2 separate regions of the Mus musculus genome follow, and region 1 is linked to region 2. Evidence: chromatin contacts called from public Hi-C data. All regions are on one chromosome and are shown on one strand. The core of a region is the stretch at or near the end of the contact, and the rest is flanking DNA. Distances in the headings are between cores, read along the strand shown. Region 1 overlaps Gm30144 (a long non-coding RNA gene). Region 2 has its middle 25 kb from the start of Slco4a1.

Region 1 (5,706 bases), core at 582-3,081, 140 kb before region 2:
CTAGATGTAGGCTGCCTTTGTTCATAGGGAGATGAAGCCTTTGGATGCAAGTGGCTCTGGGATCCCAGAAGCTAAGGCAGAGACAGGCTGCTGCATCTTCAGGCTTAGGGATGGAGGGAGCACAGGTGTCCTTAATGGTCCAAAAGGGCAGATCTTGATCCTTTGCTCTTTTGGACACTGGCTCCCTGTACCTGCCTCCTTCTGGTTTCTTGTTAGAGGGCATCTGAGGGGGTTAAGCGTAAAGCAGACCAAGCTTCTTTTGATGGATGGGGAGCAACTGGAGGGTTCTGGGGCTGTGGAGTGTGCGGAACTGAAGCTGAAGGCAGGGACTCCATGGGGCTGGAGAGGACCACATCCCTAGGTCTTGGAATCTGTTCTGTTGGCCCAGATGTAAATCTATTCTCTCTCTAAGGAGACTGTCACTTTGCCCAGTGGTTCTCAGGAAGAAAGGAATCATTTATCAAGTAAACTGAGGGCTTTCTGGGGAGAAAAGGGAGCTATGGGTCACCACTGTGCCAAACACCCTATGGAGGATATGGACCTGAGTCTTACCTGCTCGGCTCCATACTGGCTCATAGGACAGAGATGCTGTCCGGCAAAAATGGGATGTGAATTGCAGATACTGAGAGCCCAGGAGCTGTGAGCTGGTGGTAGGCTTGTCTGTGGTTGGAGCTTCCAAACTGAGCTCTGATAACCGCAGATCATGGGAGCAGACATCCCTGGCTCAGCTCTCTGTAGTTCCTACCTGAGAGTCCTTTGCCCTCGACTATGTACAGAGATTGTGACTCCCAGCGCAGAGGCCACGGTTCTGTTCGGCCCCTGTGCACAAGCTTCTTACACTCTCTTGGTTCATCGGGGTGACCTATGTGGACCTGGAGCAGATACTCTGCCACCCGCTGGGATAAGTGCCTCATTAGTTCATCTTCCTAAGGTCTGTGTGGTGACCCCTGCACAGCAGGCTGAGAGAGGACAGACAGACAAGCTCTAGGCCAGGGGTGTAGGCTAGTGCTATCTCAGAATGAGGGACCTTTTGTCCTTGATCCATCTAGTTCCATCTAGCCTTATAAGCCCTTCCTTCCCTCCTGGGCTGAGAGCTCTGCTCTCAGAACCACAGATCATCTGGGTCTCAGAGGTATGGGGTATATATAGGAACAATCCTGAATGACCTGGGTGATTCAGAGAGGAGAGCCATTCTCACTTGTCCACAGCGACACAGGCTGCTCATTTATGTGTTGGTAACTGGAGCAAAGATGTGTTTGATGGAGCCCAAACATCCCTGTTGGATACTGCGTCTGTCCCTGCTGTGGTCGGGCTGCCTCCAAGAGCCACAGAGTTCTCACAGCTTCCAGTCACACGGTTGTTAGAGAGCAACGCTCGCTGTGAGCTTTAAGAAAGGCACTGTCTTGGTCTGGCTTGTCCAGGGACTCAAGGCCAGTCTCCTTAGGGGGCTTTTCTTTCCTTGAAGTTTCTGGTCACTGAGGCTGGTATGGCTAGGTTCTCTCAGGGCTGCAGTAGAGATGGAGAAATGGGCTGGCTAGCTGGGTCATTGATAGACCCCAGGGATTTCATTTGTTCTTGGCAGTGAGCTGGGCTGTCCCAGGTCTCCCTGCTTGGCTAGCTGTACCTAATTGGCTGCCTTCCTACGGCTTGGACTTTTGCCAGCTTCGAGGTCCAGGGCAAGAGGCCCTCTCATACTTTGTAAATCCCCAAGCTTGTGGAGTGTGGATGTGGAGAATAGAGCCTCTTCCTTCTCTGCCTCGGGTGTGTGCTTTTCCTCTTTGGCTGAGGAAATGAAAAGTATTTTTGATGTTTTCTTTCAAAGCTTGACACATTGCAATTGCTTATGAAATCTCAACAGACAGCTGACACATCCCAGTTTCCTGAAACTGAGCAGGCTGGGGGTAGGGGAAGGCTGGCAAGCATGGGTCTCCTTCACTGTTTCTTATGGGAGCTTTTTCAGAGCAGAACCAGAAACTCCAGTGTGAGTATGGGGCAAACCTGGACCCCAGGAGGAAGAATAGACTACCTGGCCTCCTGTCTCCTTACTCTAGCTAGTAGTAGGTAGAAAGGCTGCTGCCCACTCCTGCCCAATTCTTACCCTGCAGGCCATCAAAGCTGTTCCCACCTGGATGCCAGTGGCTTTCTAGGTAGGAGAAATCATATGTTTCCTGTGGAGACCACATGTGGGGTGACTACATTGGACAGAGTTCCTGTGCTCTCTGGGAACAGAAGACCACCTCCAGGCCCTAGCACCTCCCATTTCTAGCCCTCTGTTAGTCTGGAGGGTCAGGAATAAAGCTCTATCCCAGGGACAGCTTGGATTCATGGCTTAGCCTTAACTAGAGTTCTTTAACATGGGTTTGAGAGGACACTGAGATGAATTGTTGGGGTAAGGAGTTTATTAGAAGAGTTATCAACAATATGGACAGACTGACAGACAACAGCATGGCAGAGGCTCTGAGAAGACTTCGGCACCCATAGACAGATGGTGTAGTAGGGGTTCTGAAAAGAGGGGATCAAGGCTTTCATGGCAGGGAGGTCTCTTGTCACATGCTTTTGAGGATGAGGGAGTTTATAGCACAAGCCTGTAGCCAGGCTCTCTGATTCTCAGGCAGGAATCAGAGAAGAGGGTGGAGGGCAGGACAATGACCTCTCAGGACAAACACACTTCTCCAGGGGAGAGAAGTAGGAAGCTTGTAGGAGGGGGAGAACTGAAGTTTATGTGTGTGCACATGTGTAGGTCCCTGTAGAGGCTAGAAGACGATGTAGGATCCTCGGGAGTTATAATTACAGGTGGTTGTGAGCCTTCTGATGTAGGTGTTGGGAACTGAACTCAGGTCCTCTCTCTACAAGCAGAACAAGTCCTCTTAATCACTGAGCCATCTCCTCAGATCCATTCTTTTTTCATTTAATCCAAGAAAGGACCAAATATCTTTCATTTGTATATTTGATCCAAGAAGATTACCAAACAGGAAATCTGTCTTTTTTCCCACTGGGGTACTGATTGTGAATTTAAGTTGACGTTGTGTTCTGTGTTAGTCTGGTCAAGATTCTGGAGACACCATAAGGTCTTCCAAAAAGATCCATTTCACCTTGGTCTGAATTTCGGACATCGACTTTGATCCCAAGAGGTATGCGATATGTGATTCCATATATGTTATAAACGTGGGTTTGAAATTTGAATATCCCTATAAAGACAGACAAATGGACACGTCTGCTAATGTGAGCTCCACGCCAAGCATTTTGAACAGCTGAGAATATAAATGTGAATTTTAAATGTTTAAATGAATTTAAATGTTTTGGTTGCTTTATTTGTGTGTGTGTGTGTGTGTGTGTGTGTGCGCGCGCGCGCGCGTGCGCGCGCGCGATTCATGAGAGAGTCTGGATAAAAGAGACCCTGTGTGTAGACACAGGGGTCATAGATGGACTTCGGTTTCTTCATCTGCCATTTTATATTCTGTTGGCTTGCGACAGGCCCTCTCATTGCATTGGAAGCTTGCCTCTGTGGATAGACTGGCAAGCCAATTGAGCTCTCAAAACCTGTGACTGCTCAGATTACTTGAAGAGTGGAACAAAAGAGAGTAAGGATGTGTTCCTTTGTGTGAGGACTGTGGACAGGTGTGTATGTGTGCTGCATGTATTTTGATGCACACATCTGTGAAGAGCTGTATACAGTGAGAGTCACATTCCCAGCCACTGAGAAGCGACCTGTATATCTGTTTGATTGTTTGACTGAGTGACCAATAAAGTTGCTCAATAGAGATTCAGGCCTCTTTCCCAGATTGCTCGGGAGGTTGGGAAGGTGGGATGTGCTAATCTGACTCTCTCTCAGATCCTTTGACTTGGCAGAGACAGACAGAGTCCTGAGAAGATAACTACTTGCCTTATCAACCATCCTGGAAGAAAACAAAACTATCTACAAGAGTGTGAGAATCAGCCTCTCTTTCTCAGCATTGGTCATTCCTAAAAGATATGGAAGAGAGCGCACACTTGGCAGGGAATCCAGCAGCACTGTGTCTTCCTGGGCTACTGTAGCCATTCCTATAGGAAAATCTCCACGGTGCAGGCAGTTTTGACATCACCTATTTTGAATATAGCACTTCTGGGGCCAATATTGACTTCAACCATTTCCACAGCACCCCTCCCCCAACCCCGCCCCCTTCCTCCCCACCCCCTCCCCCCAGAGATCAGTGGCAGCTCATCAGTAACTACTGGGATTCAGAGTCCAAAATCTCAAACTCCGATCTCCAACATCTAAGAGAAGGAAGTCGCAGCTGAAGACAGCATTATGGCACTCATCATCAACAAACTGAGAGTGATGGTCAGGTCTTTGCTGATCCCAAGGACAACGGCTGTAAGTCCTGGGCAAAGTGATAGAAGAGCGCCCCCTGGTGTTGCATCCAGAAGCCTTTCTGTCCTTATAATCTGGCTGTATGGCTACAAACATCAGCAACTCTGGCAACGCCTGAGTTGATGTTTAACTTTGAAGATGTTTCTTCCGATTCTGGATCCCCCCAGACACGTTATGAATAAAATCTCCAGTCTCCTGGTAGAACAGTCTCTGATATCTGAAAGAACGGCAGGAGGAGACCAAGCTTGCTTTTTCAAGGGCCGGTGAAGTGGAAACTTAAGGGTTCTTTGAAAAGTTGGTTGGATGGTGTTTTGCTGGGGCAAACACGTGAAGGAGTGTTCTCTTGAAGTGGACATAGGTGAAAGACTAAGGCAGACACGTGAAGGAATGTGTAGCTGAAGCAGACACAGCAGAAAGGATATTCTGCTAAAGCAAGCGTGAGAGAGAACACGTGATGAAAGATTCTTTGCTAACAACACCCATGTATTGGCCTGTCTTACACTGCATGGCTGAGCTGCATTTGTCAGGACTCCATAGAGAGAAACACACCAAAAAGAAACTTCTGATGATGTGTTTACCGAACTTGACTGCTGGTGTATCCGTGAAGTGTTTTCTAGTGGATCGAGAGGTCGCTGCTAACCTATGAACTGAAATGCCGATTTCCAGACAACATAGATGGGAGTTGCTTCAAAGAACCTTTCTAAACAGGCCCACTTCCCCATATCCTTTGTTCCCCACTACCTCTGGTGGATGCTGGGCTAAAAGGGAACCATCATTGAAAATAGATTTTGGAAAAATTAAAATTATAGCCTGGCCATGGACTATGTCATCAATGAGTACCAGAATCAGGGGACTGAATCAGTCTTTAGATCTTAAAATTGAGGTACTAGGTAGGCAAGACAGCAAGCCTGAAGATTTGAATTCATAACCCAGAGCATATTTTTAAAAGCCAGATATGTTGGGGGGGGGGCTAGAAAGATGGTTCAGTAGTTAAGAGCACTGGCTGCTCTTCCAGAGGGCCCAGGTTCATTTTCCTGCACCTAGATGGTAGCTCATAACCACCTGTAACTCCAGATGGATCTTCAGTGCCTTATTTCACCCTCCTAGGGCATCGTCACATGTAGTACACAGGCACACATCCAAGTCAAACACCCATACAAGTAAAAAAAAATTAAAGATGCAGATGTAATAACATCGCTGTGCCATTCCACTATGCCTGCAGTGAGAAGGAGGGAGACACAGGAGATCCACGCTAAGTAGTATGCAGTATGGCAGAAACAACAGAGAGACCCAGATTCAACAAAGGAGGGGAGAAAGTTGTCTTCTGACCTCCACACATGGCACCCCCACCTCAC
Region 2 (5,306 bases), core at 1,489-3,988:
GGCCCAGGCTTGCTTTAATAGTATGAAAATCTGGTGGCCAGTTGGAGCGGGTGCATAGCACTTCCCTTCCCAGAATACAGGATCCTCAGAACTCTGGTGCATCTGGGAGGCCGGGGGTGGGGGTGGGGTGGCAAGGCAAGCATGTACCACCTGGCAGCTCCAGAAGTAAGCAGGGTACGTGGTGAATCCTCGCTTTGGGGAGTGCATTGGCTGGCAACACCTGGATGTCCCATGCCTCTCTTAGTAGCTATCCAGTCAGGGATGTTTAACCAGGGCTTATGACCTGGAACCCTCAAATTAAAACCAGGCTTGTTTACAGAGGAGGGACTGGTAGCCATGTGTAGTACTGGCCCTGTGCTCTAAGGTGATGGTGGGGACTCATATGGGCCGGGCCCTGATTAAGCTGCGGCTCAGCGCTCTACAAAGCCTAGAATGAACTTCATGGAGGTGAGCCCTACCATCCGTAAGGCCACAGCGAACCCTAAAACCTGCACGTTTTATATACCACCTGGTCTTAATGGTAAGGACTTCAGAGTCAGTGCTAGACATCTGCGAGGGGGCGTGGCCAGACCCTGCACAGGGCATGCTGGGCCTGTGCTGCTGGTGAGGCACCTAGAACATGGCTACTAAGTGCAGCAGCACCAGAGCTAGCTTCGTCCTTGGCTTTATTGCTATTGTTGTTCTCGCTTCTCCCCAAGCCTGTCACAGGCCCTAGAGTGTCAATCCAGCACCCACAAAGGTGTCTGCTTCTCAAAGCCTCAGTTTCTCCAACTAGAAAATAATGTTGCCCGTATTCCCATTTATAAAAATGTGGGACTCTATGCGGTACAGAAAATCCTGGCCCTGTAGACTATTCTAGTTTCCTTTCCCGGTTCTGGGACCAAAAGGTTCCCCCAAGTCTCTCCTTAATGCCTCAGCGCAGGACTTTCCTTGTACGATCTGGTGAAGCCCTTGAGGCTCCTGAAGGGGCTTCAGGCGGCTTTTCTCACTAGTCTCTCCCTGTAGTACCCACCTCAGCCAGGAGAGGGCGGAAGTGTTTCAGCTGAGCCCAAGGCACCCGGCCTTGCTGGAGGGAGCCAATGAGAGTTATCTACACTGTGTGGATCTCCTGGGGCACCTGGCAGAAGACGTTCCAAGACTCTTCTTGAAGCTTTCATCTCCAGGAGGAGTGGGAAGGAGGGAGGGAGACAGAGAGACAGAGAGACAGAGGAGACAGAGAAAGACGCTGCAGCCCAGCACAGACATGTCAAGACCCGGGTACACAGTCTGGAGAGGCCCCAGAGTGTCAGTAACTCCAGGGTACTGCGGGAAGTCTCAGATGAGAGCTCCTCCCCCAGCTTCAAGAGTCTTTGGAAGCCCTGGCTTCCCCTCTGGCTAATAGTGGGTGTATCCCAGACATCTGTGTTGGCATGTCTGGGTTAGATGAGGCCTAGATTTAATGGCCAGTTCTGGGCCTGCCTGCATAGGCCTATTAGGTGGGTTTCCAGAGCATCACACATGGCCAAACATCCATGTGAATTTCAAGGGACTCCAACACGATCTCACTGGGTGGCTGTCTGCACATTCGGTCCCCATGTCACCTACTCACGGTCTCACTCTGCTGGAAGGTTTGGGATCCCCAAGACTAACAGATGGCCCGGTTGTCTCACACGTGGGAATTCTGCTTCGGTAGCACTTGGGTACTCAGTATGTTATGGGGATGCTTGCAGCTGCTGGCCCATGGCCCTCCATACTCGGCCTCCCCTCTGACATGTGTGGAAGTCCTTCCTTTGCCGATAGTGTATTCTATCTTAATCCCGTTTTGACATGTGAATGAGAAGCACACCCTAGAATCAGCTCCCATGATACCTGCTCCCTGACTTTCCCTTAGACCCAAACTCCCCGATGCAGAGCAAAACCTGTTGACTTTTACCTGTTTGCTAGACTGGGCTCACAGGGCCTGGAGTCCACATGTCCAAGGGTCAGAGGGGCCATGGAAAGCATTGAGAACAACTGTACAGTGGGAGCTGTGGCCTACCATGCTCAGTGCATTGCACATGCAGTCTGGGTTTTGACCTTTACAGCAAGCTCTACTGTGTGCCCTCTCCTTCTCCACACAGATGGATGGCAGCACCTCTGAGAGCCGAGAAATCTGACCCAGAGCCATAGCTGGGCTCAGGACCAGGTGTTCTGGTTTGGTAATGGCGTCCCCTCCAGAAGACAGCTGAACCTGGGTCTGAAATGCATCGGCCATGTGTCTGTGCTTAGACTCTATTGTAGGTAAGCCATTAATGTGGGTTTTTATTCTGGGAAGGCGCACATAACATTAGGCTTATGAGTCTGTTTCAAAGGCACAGCTGAGGGTACTCAGTTAATTCACGTCGTTGGGGGGGGGGGGACCCTCACTAGCATTAAACTCCTCTGTAAGGCTCCATCCCTGTTGGACACCAGTCTGCATTCATTCTCTCCCCAGTCTTGTAGTCATTGCTGGAGCGGCGGCGGCATTTGTGGCTCAAGGGAACTCAAGTTGCTGATCACGTAAGGTTTGTCCTCTTGCGACTGGTTTATGTCCCTCCTCCTTACGCCTTTGGCGCTCCCTTGTGTTGTCAGAATACCTTTCCTCCTCAGAGCTGAGAGGTAGTCTGCAGTGTGGACCATATACTTACTTCATCATTTCCTCACTCACTGACGACCCCTGAGCGGCTTCCGCCTCTTGGCTGTTGTGAGCAAAGCTGGAAGGAACTTATGCAGAACTCTAAGATCCTGTTCTCCTTTTGTCTGTGCCTTACTTTCCTGTTGCTGTGATAAAATACCAAGACAAACACAGTTTAAGAGAGGAAGGACTTATGTCGGGTCACAGTTCCATCATGGCAAGGAGGTGAAGTAGGAGCTTAAAGTGGCTGATCACAGGAAAGAGCAACAAATGTGTGTGTGCCTCTTAGCTTCCCTCCTCTCCTTACACAGTGGAGAATAGCCCTATCTCTAATTGAGATGGGCCTTCTCATATCAGTTAAGGTAATCAGGATAATCTCACAGAAGCCTGAATGCGGGTTCCGGGGACAGAGCGAGGTGTGCCGGGCTTCCTCAGCCAGTGCCTTCATCCACTGAGCTACCCTCTGGTCCCACTCAGTGTGTTTGGATATCACATCTGTTGCCACCCACATTCTTGCCATAATTTATTTAGCTCTCATGGGTCATCCCCAATACTGAATGTTAAACTCAACGGCTGGTCCTATGTGCAAATCTTGGGGCAGAAACTTACTTGCTCGGGGACAGTTTCTGGGGATTTTATTGGAACTGTGGTGCACTGTGTCAACGTGAACCCTTAGAACCTTCCCTGTTCTTCTCCCCAGACAGATATTGAGGCTGATTTTCTGATTTTCTTGCCAGCAGGCCCCTCATCAGTTCTGTCGCCAGAACTGGGTTTATAATTTAAGTATGACAGAAGAAAATTCATTCTCTGACTGTGTGCCTTGGATGCATTCAAAGGCCAGCATTCATCATGAGCCTATAGCTTGACGAATATGAATATAGGAAAAGACCTGTTTCCAGTCTTTTGTCCACTTCTCTATGATCATGCCTGTCTTCAAAGAAGATGCATCACTGGCTGGGGATCTGGCTCACTGAGTATCTGCCCTGCAAGGATGAGGATCAGAGTGTGTATTCTCAGCACCCATGTTCAACAGCCAGGAGCAGCAGCTCACTTAGGAGGTAAAGGCAGAAAGATCACTTGGACTTGCTGCCAGTCAGTCTAACCAAATCGACAAGCTTCAGGTTCAGTGACAGATCCTGTCTCAAAAAATAGGGTAGAGAGTGATAGAAGAAAACACTGAAACTTGATTTCTGGCCTCCATATGCACACACACACTACACATACAACACACACATACCACACACACAACACACACAGATACAACACACACAACACAGACATACCACACACACCATACACACCACACACATACACACACATCACATATATTACATGCACGGACACAACATAAACACACCACACATACAACACACACAAAACACACACACCACACATACAAAACACACACACCATGCATGCACCACACATACAACACACACACACACACACACACAGCCTTAGGAGATATATTGAAGCTGGATAGAAGCTGGTATTTCCTGTCAACTTCTAACCAACACCTTAATACAAATGTGTTTGTCCTGCATGAATAGAGCCAGAGAGAATGGCTCTTCCCTCAGTTGGCATTTCTCCCTGCAGAGAGAATGGCCCCAGGCTAGGACCACTGTGTGAACCTGTGTGTCATGTTCTAGAAGTCTGCTGGAGAACAAAAGTGATAAGAGTCAAGTAGGTCTCTTGAAGGCTGCAGCTGAGAGTGTGGCAGATCCCAGCGGAGATACAGTTTGCTGTATTCATTTGCATTTAGAGACTGAGAGACCAGGGAGAACAGAGGGACCTCAGAGAAGTCGAGGAGGCGGTGGATACACCACAGCAGAAAGGCTGTCCAGTGAGCCCTCCCCTTCGCTGTTCAGAACGCATGGGCCGCAGGGATCCGACTTGCAGAATTTCATAAATCACAACTATTTTAGCTTCAAGAGTAGAGATTGATTAAGGTCTGAGCCATCAGGCGTCCTATGGATCAGGTTGTCTCTCACCAGCCCCCCCTTTCCCAGACATGTGTGTCAGCAGTTTTCCGGGAAAGCAGTCTACACATTTAGCATCATCAGAGCAATTACTGTAAGGAGGCTCGATGGCCACAGCCAACCAGAAGCTTAGCCTTGGAGTGGGCACTGGGACAAGGCGGCTGCGGCCGAGTGTCCCAGAGTCTCTGATGAAACTCAGCCCCTACAGAGCTGTAGGCTGACTGGGAATTCTGCTGTTCTGTGACCCTGGAGAGGCTGGGGCTAGGGGGTGGGGTGGAGGGAGCCAGCTGCCTGTCTTGCAGAGGCCCCCACACTCTCAGTACTTTAGATAACTGTCATGCTTTGACTTGACAACCACCCACTGAATTCAGGAAAGGCATTTGGGACATTTCCCTGGAGCAGTCTTTGAGCATTGCGCCCCCTAGTGGAGTGTTTACATATTTTACAGGCTCTTCCTCAGGATCCCTTCCAGGGGTAAGAAACCTGAGGGCATCTGCTCCAGATCTTCACTCTCTATGACTTAGTGTGAAATCGAATGGGACAGAGACTATTGCACTGCCCCCATTCCAAGGACACGTTCCACTTTAGAATAGTTTCAGACTAGTGGTGCAGGGTTTCCAAGCTCATAGTCACACCCACGTTAACACATGACAAGTTGTACATGAACGTCTTACCATAGCGGGAATCAAGTGCCA

What was found. A called contact is a pair of places that touch in the nucleus more often than the background predicts.
Region 1: a contact with region 2 is called in a Hi-C map of bone marrow-derived macrophages, with 2.3 times the contacts expected there. The contact joins two enhancer-like sites. A contact is called at or near these places in 4 of 15 datasets of contacts at CTCF or cohesin (the NIH/3T3 cell line, embryonic stem cells, large pre-B cells and 1 more), 62 of 484 Hi-C or Micro-C datasets (the 63-12 cell line, the AML12 cell line, B cells and 39 more), 10 of 115 datasets of contacts at active chromatin or transcription factors (the 230-238 cell line, the HPC-7 cell line, acute myeloid leukemia and 5 more) and 1 of 9 other capture datasets (embryonic stem cells).

The regions. Positions count from the first base shown.
Region 1 is chr2:180,565,381-180,571,086 of GRCm38.p6, reverse strand. All of the region lies in intron 3 of Gm30144 (a long non-coding RNA gene), which reads left to right. Among named protein-coding and RNA genes, the nearest start is that of Mrgbp, 13 kb to the left of the region's middle. Within about 2 kb of position 1,831, at least 21 of the 459 cell types and tissues checked have an H3K27ac peak or open chromatin away from gene starts, as enhancers often do. A contact at or near this core is called in bone marrow-derived macrophages, where this site is marked.
Region 2 is chr2:180,428,208-180,433,513 of GRCm38.p6, reverse strand. No RefSeq gene overlaps it. Among named protein-coding and RNA genes, the nearest start is that of Slco4a1, 25 kb to the left of the region's middle. Within about 2 kb of position 2,738, at least 20 of the 459 cell types and tissues checked have an H3K27ac peak or open chromatin away from gene starts, as enhancers often do. A contact at or near this core is called in bone marrow-derived macrophages, where this site is marked.